Regions from separate parts of the Ovis aries genome. Here region 2 is linked to region 1. A link is a contact called in public Hi-C data. All regions are on one chromosome and are shown on one strand. Each heading gives the region's core, a stretch centred on a gene start, on an enhancer-like site or on the middle of the called end of the contact. The rest is flanking DNA. Distances are from core to core; before and after follow the strand shown.

What was found. Hi-C and Micro-C count contacts between places; a contact is called where the count stands out from the background.
Region 2: a contact with region 1 is called in a Hi-C map of hypothalamus, with 3 times the contacts expected there. The contact joins the promoter of CCDC8 here to the enhancer-like site in region 1. A contact is called at or near these places in 13 of 16 Hi-C or Micro-C datasets (blood, hypothalamus, liver and 7 more).

Annotation. Positions count from the first base shown.
Region 1 is chr14:53,408,340-53,412,730 of ARS-UI_Ramb_v3.0, reverse strand. All of the region lies in intron 2 of LOC114118010 (a long non-coding RNA gene), which reads left to right. Among named protein-coding and RNA genes, the nearest start is that of PNMA8A, 16 kb to the left of the region's middle. Within about 2 kb of position 1,845, at least 9 of the 54 cell types and tissues checked have an H3K27ac peak or open chromatin away from gene starts, as enhancers often do. A contact at or near this core is called in hypothalamus, where this site is marked.
Region 2 is chr14:53,467,791-53,472,408 of ARS-UI_Ramb_v3.0, reverse strand. It overlaps CCDC8 (coiled-coil domain containing 8), which reads right to left and starts at 2,369. Exons shown (of 1, transcript XM_027978517.3): 1 at 1-2,369. The coding sequence starts at 1,682. The coding sequence ends at 6. It overlaps PNMA8C (PNMA family member 8C), which reads right to left. Exons shown (of 3, transcript XM_060398136.1): 3 at 4,571-4,618.

The DNA of each region.
Region 1 (4,391 bases), core at 596-3,095:
AAAAGACACTCTTCAACCCAATACACTGCCTTAAGCAGAAAAGGCTTTTTTTGGAAGGTTCAGAAGTGGGCTCAGACAGATTCTGACAGCTTGAAAAGAGACTTATCTTGGAATTTTTCTGTTAGATAGTAGTTCTGTTTAATTTCCTTCTACAGATGCATCACTTCACGTGACTGGATAAACAAGATCATGTGGGTGGTGATTTTTGTGCTCTTTGTGATTTCATTCCATCCCCCACCCCATGTTGCCTATAAATACTCCCTTTCCCCTTTATAACTGCGTTAACTAATAACTTTTGTACTTACTGCACACTTCATGTGTGCCAAGAGCTATTAGAAGCCATTTACACGTCTCCCAGTCACCCTGCAAGGCAGATACTATTATCCTCATTTTACAAATGAAGAAACTGAGGCCCAGAGAGGTCACCTGAGGTCACAGAGTCAAGCTTTGGCTGTGCTCGAATCTGACATAGCCGGACACACCTCTATCGCCTGACACAGCCGTCCTCACATTCTCATTGTTCGTGGACACCCAGAGAGATACAGAGGTTATTTGAGGTATTTTTTCACAATAAAAAGGGGGAGACCTGTGATATACAGCCCTTCATGGCTCTTGCTGTGCTTACTCAAAAGGATCCCAGTCCGTACATTCTGAGCACATAAGACCCCAGGGTGCTGTTGCACCACTGTTTCAGCCACTCTCCCAGCAAGGTCATTTCCCAGGGTCTCTGATATTCTGCCCACACAGATAAGCCATCCTGATTCTTGAAACCCAAGCCCCAGCCCAGCCTGGATTGCATTGCGCTAGAAATCTTCACTCCCCCCACCCCAACCCACTAATTGTCTAGTGCACAGCAGTGATTGTCTCAATTTGTAGTATGTACTCTAGCCTTTCTTCCTTAAATGTAACAGGTCGAATTAGACCACTAATTAGTGGTGTGCTCAGAATGTTTTGACACTTCTTCTTTTTTACTGGCCGTGTGTCTTGTGGGATCTTCCTTCCCCCACCAGGGGTTAAATCTGAAAGCAGTGAAAGCTCCATATCCTAGCCATTAGACCACCAGGGAACATCCCGACATACCTTCATTTTTTAATGAGCTAGGGGATTTCTGAAAAATGTGGATGTGGTTCTGACTTTTCTGGGGAATTAGAGGGACCCTGGAGAGTTTGCCTGGGCCTTGGTCACCTAAGCCTGGTTATTCAGTCTCCAGCCCCTCCAGAGAGCAAATTCAAGCAGCCTGACTTAAGACCCCACTCCTCCCTGAACAAAAACAGCTGTTTGGCATAAATCACACTGTTAGCTTAGACTCTCTGGCCCAAGGCTCCAGGTAAACAAAGAGGCTCTTATCAGGCAGGACTTTCCAAGGGCTTAGAGGTTCCCTCCCAGGAGACCAGTTCTTTTTTTTTTTTTTTTTTGAACATGCAGGGATGGAGCCCATTAGGTTAACCCTTTACTCCACAGGGAACATGGGCTTCTGACGTGGCTCAGTGGTGAAGAATCCGCCTGCCAATGCACTGCAGGAGACGTGGATTCGATCCCTGGATCCCTGGGTCGGAAAGATCTCCTGGAGAAAGAAATAGCAACCGACTCTAGTACTCTTGCCTGGAGAATCCCACGCATGGACAGAGGAGGCTGGTGGGCCCCAGTCCATGGGGTTTCAAAAAGAGTCGGACGCAGTTTATCGGCTAAACAACAAGCAGCGCAGGGAACATCGCTGGAGCCTATGAGGAGGAGGCTTGAGTGCTGGGATTGGAGGGAGGGGCGCGGCTGGCCGCACAATCAGGGGCCTCAGCTCTCTGGGACTCTGCAAGGGGGGAGGGAGGGTGTGGGAGAAGAGAGACAGGGAGAGACGCTGGGCTCAGAGAGGAGCCTGTGCTATGGCGTTTTCTGGTAAACCCTGTTCAAAGCCTACTGAGTGTCCTTCTGTTCCTTGGTCACATGAACAGGCTATTCATTCACACACACACACACACACACCCCACACGTCACACAGTCACAGATGTGCAGACACACGCCAAGACACAAAGACAGTCACAAACTCACAAACCATTACCCTCCCCTTTTAAAACGCCATGCGCTTGCTAGGACTTTCATACAATATTAACTAGATATGGGGACATTGCCTTGCCATGTTCATAATCTTAGGAGGAAACTCTTTAATCAAGTATGATGAAGTGTATGATGTAACATTTTTTTTTTTTTAATCAGAGGCCCTTTATCAGATTGACGAAAAATAAAATAAAGGCATTCCCTTCTCCAGGGGATCTTCCCAACCCAGGAATCGAACCTGTATCTCCTGCAATGGCAGGCAGATTCTCAGTCAGTGTGTCTTCAGGGAAGTCCTCCAGTGTTTTTTTGAATCACAGGGGGCTTCCGTCCCCAAATGCAGCCTGTTAGTGCCTCCCAGGTTGTAGTTTCAAATGTGCCAAGATTTTCAGGGAGGAAGCTCCAGAACTGGAGTTTTGACTCCAACCCAATCCTTATCTGGACCAGCCTAGCTGTCACTCACTACAACCAAGGAGAAAAACAGTGAGTCACAGATGTGGAGGCAATAGATACTGCCCTGTGGAGACCTCCTGGATTCCAGGAGGTGGAGACCTCCTGGGACCCCATCCTAGAGCCCATGGTGGTGTGACAGGGGAATAGAAAGCCACTGGGAGGATAAAATTAAGAGAGATTTTTGGAAGAGGGGTTTGGAGCCTGGCTCATCCCCTGTGATGCCACTCGTAAGCTGTGTGACCTTGAGCTACTTACTCAACCTCTCTGTGCCTCCATTTACTCATCTGAAAGGGGGATCATAATAGAGCTTTCCTCCCAGTGTAGACGTAAGAATTGAAGAAGCTATTGTGTCCGTGTGCCAGGGACTGGGAACTGCTACCCTAAGGCTCCAGGGGAGAATGAGAATCCACAGCAGGGGTTCTCCAATGGGTGGAGCATCAAAACCACCTGGAGAGCCTTTTAAAATACAGATTGCTAGGCCTCTCCCTCAGAGTTTGTGATTTTCTAGGTTCCGGGTGGGCCTGACAATATGCATTCCTAAGTTGATCCAGGTGGTCTCAGGACCTTACTTGGAAAACCACTCAGTTCAGTTGCGTCAGACTCTTTGCGACCCCATGGACTGCAGCATGCCAGGCTTCCCTGTCCATCCTGAAGCTTACTCAAACTCATGTCCATCAAGTCGGTGACGCCATCCAACCATCTCATCCTCTGTCGTCCCCTTCTCCTCCTGCCTTGAATCTTTCCCAGCATCAGGGTCTTTTCCAATGAGTCAGTTCTTTGCATCAGGTGGCCAAAGTGTTAGAGAACTGCTGGCCTACAGTAAACTCCACCTTCCACAGACGTTCAAAACACAGACAGAGCTTTGGAGCTTAAGACGATGGACCAGTGCCCTGCACATCGTAAGCACTCAGGAAACTCCGTCAGTCGCATGATCTTTTCTTTGAACACTACTTGATTTACAATGTCATGCCAATCTCTGCTGTACAACGAAGTGACTCCGTTGTACACATATACACATTCTTTTAAAATACTCCTTTCCATTTAACCACCTGAATTTAACCGTCAGTCCCAGAGCGCCTCCTGGTGGGCACCGTGGGCGCACCTGTAGCCACCGGGGAGCGATTTTAACCAGCGGGTTTGGAGCGCCACCTGGTGGACACATGGGTCACGTCAACTTGGCTGAGTTGTCTCCGAAGGCCTGGGCTTCCCTGGAGAAGATAACGAATCTCCCTGCAATGCAGGAGATCCAGATTCGATCCCTGGGTAGGGAAGATCCCCTGGAGGAGGAGATGGCAACCCGCTCCAGTATTCTTCCCTGGACAATTCCATGAACAGAGGAGCCTGACAATCTGCAGTCCATGTGGCTGCAGAGTCGGACACTTCTGAGCAACTAACGCACGCACACTGCAGGTCTACATGCAGGAGGGGCGGGGCCTCCTGTGTGAAGGGCGGGTCTTGCAATCAGGAAGGCAGGGCCTTGTGAGCCTCAGGCTTTAGGGAACCCGATGGAGGGAAAGGTAGGGGATCATTTTTCTATTCCTGGAGCCCTGGTTTCTTCCTCAGGCACGTCTAGGACCAGATCACATCCTTGGGAGTCAGCCCCCGTCGGTTTGATTCGGCCTGGGGAGGGGGGACAGTTCCTCCTTGAAGTCTGAGCCTGGGGCACCCTCCCAGCCTATCTGCAGGCCAAGACCCACAGCCGACCCTAGGGACCCCTGCAAGCAGGAATACTGGCATCAGTGCTGTTCGAGAGAACTTTCTGTGGTGATGAAATCGTCCTGTACCTGCCTGGTATGGTAGCAACAGGTCACGTGTAGCTTTGAGCCGCTGTCATGTGGCTGAAATGAATGTTCAATTTTACTGAATTTTAATTACATCTTAATTTCAGTCTC
Region 2 (4,618 bases), core at 1,120-3,619, 59 kb before region 1:
TCACCTCACAGCTGGTCCTCTTGCTCTCCACGCTCTGCCTCCGCTCTGGCCTCGGCCCGCAGGACCCTGAGGCTCCTGGCCTCGCCTGCCCTGGGCACTCTCTTGGGTAGCGTGGGCAACCGGGGAGTGTGCCAGAAGGCTCTCCGGCGCTTCCGAAACCATGAAAAGCGTCCGGGGGTCTGGAACCTCACTGTCTTGACTGGTTTCCGGGTCTGAGCTCCTGCAGTGGCCCCTGTGGCCCTTCCGGCAGCTGAGGAGTCAGCCTCCGGAACAGCCGGGGTCTCTGCCCTCTGATTACAGGCAGCTTCTGCCCTCTGGACCGATCCAGCTTCTTCCCCATCAGGTACAGCCTCTGCTCCCTGGACAACCGGGGCTTCTGCCCTCGGATCCTCTGCAGCTTCTGCCCTCGGGTCAGCCGGGGCCTCTGCCCCCTGGACAGGTATGGCCTCTGCCCCCTGGACAGCCAGGGCATCTGCTCTCTGATTATCCACAGCCTCTGCCTCCTGGACAGCTATGGGCCCTGCTCTCTGATTAGCTATAGCCTCCCCCCTCTGATTAGCTATAGCCTCCCCCCTCTGATTAGCTATAGCCTCCCCCCTCTGATTACCTATAGCCTCCACCCTCTGATTATCTACAGCCTCCCCCCTCTGATTAGCTATAGCCTCCCCCCTCTGATTAGCTACAGCCTCCCCCCTCTGATTACCTATAGCCTCCACCCTCTGATTATCTACAGCCTCCCCCCTCTGATTATCTGTGGCCTCCCCCCTCTGATTATTTGCAGCCTCCACCCTCTGCTCATTTGCAGCCTCTCCCCCCTGAGCTCTGGAAGCTGTTTCCTCTCTCCTGCGACGTCTGAAGGAAGCCCAGTTGATCTGGGGCCTCCATCGCCTTGGGGGGGTCTCAGCCACCCGCCCATCTCGTGCATTTCCCAGGTTACACCCCAGGCTGGCGCTGCCTGGCACCGATGCACTGTCCCTCTCCACCCCGGTAGAGGCCTGCCTGGCCTCGCCCACCCCGGGGCTGGACTTCGGTGTCCAGCCCTTCACCCTCCGCTTCAGCTTCCCCCAGGACACCTGGCTGACACACTCCCGCCACCTGTCCGCTTTGGACTGCTGGGGCCCTGGGCTGTCGTCAAACATGGGTACGGGCAGGTTCACCCGGCGGCGGGGAGGAGGCACGCTGGGTTTCTTCTCCCCTCGCCGGAGGAAGGCCTCCACCAGTTCCTCATCATCCTCGCTCTCCAGGTCGCTCCCGAGGAACTTGCTGCCCAGGTAACTGACGGGCATTTTGCGCACCTTCCTGCCACGGCCGGCGCCTTTGCGGCCCTTGTCAGCCTTGTTCCTGGAGGTCTCGAAATCGCTGAACTCGCTGTCACTGGCGTTACTGCTGTCATAAGTGCCCACGACCAGCCGGGGGGGTGGGGTCACCATCTGCTGGACTCTCCTCCTCACTCGGGGCTCCTTAGACTTTCTAGGGGGCTGGGGTGGATGCGGGGTGCTCTTCTCGATGATGCGGGCCACGTCCTCCAGGGTGCGGCCCTCTTCTTCCAGAAACTGGATCAGCCGTTCCCGAAATTCTGCCTCCTTGGTGGCCGGCTTGGAAATGACCCTCCAGACGCCCCCGGCCAGCCGGACCTCGCGGGGGATGAGCAGATAGTCCACATCTTCCCCAATCTGCAGCATGCCCACGGTGGAGTCCTCCTCCCGGCGGAACACCTTGCCGATTTTCTTAAAGGTCCCCACGGGCTTCAAAGCTTCGACGAGGACGTCCAGATCCACGTCTTTGCAGACGTCCGGGACGCTCCAAAGGATGAGGCAGTCGGGGGACGGGAGGAAGCCCCAGGGGAACCAGCCCCCCACATGGCTTTTCTCGAGCGTCTTTAAGATCTCCAGGGTGAAATCTGGGCTGGGGGCAATGAGCCCAAACTGCTCGTAGCCTCGAGTCTTGGGCGGGGAGAGGGGGGTAGGTTGCTCTCCCCGCAGCGCTGCCCTGAGAGTCTCACTTCCCACTTTCCTCTGCAACAAGTCCGGTCTCGATCCGCTCCCCGCGAAGGATTAGTGGGAATCAATTTCCAGGATGCTTACGTGAGCCGGGGTGAGGTCAGTTCTGAGGCTCCCAGCCCACTGCAAGCTGCAGACGCGGTGTCCCGGCTCCAACTGCGGGCGCACGGGCTGTCCGGTGGTTCTTCCTGTGCCACAGATGCGCCTGGAACTTGAGAGAGGACTTCGCAGACAAAGGCGGCTCAGCCTTGGCTATTCAATATGGCCGAGGCGCTCGGAGGCCGCGGCGCAGCTCCCCAGGAGGGTCTCCCACTCCTAGGCAGGCTTCCACCTCAGGCCAGGCTGACCTTGCCGCGCCTCCCGCCTCCCGGCCGAGGAGCGCGCGCGCGGGCAGGAAGTTCCTCCTCGCCGGCCCCCAGGATGGGGCCCACCTTCCCCCTTCTCATCTTACACTCCGGGACTCGGGAAGACTGACAGGGGGGCTGTCCACTCCCTTCGGGACGCCCTCATTCCCCTCCCCCACAGGGGTGTGGCCGCGCCCCGGGCCTCTCTGAGGCCCCGTCTTCCTAGCCGATCGCCCCGCGCCGAAGCGAAGCCCACGTCAGCAGCTTTCCCCGGGAAAGGCGGCCGTTCCCAAACCTGCCATCCCAAACGTGCGGGTTCCAGCCAAGCCCGGAAGGTGGGCGTGCAAATGGGGCAGTCCCTCTGAAACCCGTTGGCACGGTGTATTACTATTTTAAAATCACGTGACTTTTGGTATCCGCACTTCCTACCTATAGACCCAAACAGGTGGGTAGAGAACTTGGTACCAGCTCCAGGATGGAGCTTGGCACACAGTAGGTGCTCTAGAATACTTCTGAGTGAATGAATGAATGGTTGGATGGGATCACAGGCTTCAGTGGACAAGAGACTGAGCAAACTCCCGGAGATAGTGAAGGACACGGAAGCCTGGCTGTGCTGCAGTCCATGGGGTTGCAAAGAGTTGGACACAACTTAGCCACCAAACAACAGCAACCTGATCATCAGTAGAAACTCGGTTCTTTCAGTAAAATATTAGGCAGCTATGAAAAAAAAAGTAACTGAGGATAGTCACCTTTTATGGAGCACTGCTGCTGCTGCTGCTGCTGCTGCTAAGTCGCTTCAGTCGTGTCCGACTGTGCTACCCCATAGACGGCAGCCCACCAGGACTAGCTATGTATTAATACTAGACATCACTCTATTAATACAAATTAACTCATGAAATCTTCACCAAAGCATTATGAGACAGGTAATACGATGCTCATTCCCATTTTACAGCTGAGGGGAAAAAATCACTTGCTCAAGGTCACATGAGCAAGAAGAATGGGAACCTGGATTTGAATCTCAAATAATCTGACGTGTGTGTGTGTGTGGGGGGGGGGGCATGTTCACATGCATAGGCCAAATGGCATAGACAGGAGCATGTTCTCTTTGGCTGTATGACTGAGTGAGTGAAAGTCACTCAGTCGTGTCTGACTCTAGTCCCTGGAATTCTCCAGGCCAGAATACTGGAGTGGGTAGCCATTCCCTTATGCAGGGGATCTTCCAAACCAGGGATTGAACCCAGGTGTCCCATATTGCAGGAGGATTTTCTACCAGCTTAGCCACAAAGGAAGCCCAAGAATATGGGAGTGGGTAGCCTACCCCTTCTTCTGAGAATCTTCCCGACCCAGGAATTGAATCAGAGTCTCCTGCCTTGCAGGCGGATTCTTTACCAATTGAGCTATCAGGGAAGCTTGGGACGTATTAATGTTGCCAACAGTGGCTGTGTATGGGGAGGGGGACGGGGGACCCCCCAGAAGTGGCAGGCATATGTACTTTTCACTCTATATTCTGTTAGATGGTGTAGATTTTTTTTTAGCAATCGAAAATGTTCATTAAAATAAGCTAAATTAGGACTTCCCTGGTGGCTCACTGGTTAAGACTCTGTGCTTCCAATGGCAGGGGCACAAGTTCAATCCTTGGTTGGGGAAGTTCCACGTACCCTGCAGGTCAGCCAAAATAAATAGTTACACTTTTGAGGATTTCAAGATTTTTTTTTTTAGTTAAATTAAATAGAAGGTCCTCAGATGTGGCCACAGACCTGTGGGGTCAGAATCCCTGGGACTTGGGGCCCAGGATTTGCAAAGCTTCCCAGGTAACTTTGGAGGCCCACAGGTGCCTCCTCACAGTTCATTCAACAAACAGGCTCATTGCCACCTCAGGGCCTTTGCACAAGCTGTTCCCCAAGTCCAAAGAGTTGTGTTTCCCCCTCCTCTTGGCAATCTCCCTCTGCTCAAAGGTCATCATTTTATTGAAGTCATACTGCACTGCCCTCCCCATCAAACTATTGGGTGACCTCTACCCTCTCCAGGGCCTTCTAGCCCAAGAATCCTTAACCCGTTCTGTGCCATGGACCCTTTTCAAGATACTGTTTCAGTACGTAGGATTGCATCCATAAGACTGCAAAGGAGAATCGTTATAACGAAATAGAATTGTTAAAGAAAAATCCCAGCAACAACAAAATCTGTAAACTAACCACGTTAACATAAGATAAAAATAAACACGTGTAATTTTGTTTAAGTCACCACGTGTGATTTTATTTCACTCTTGAAGGAAAC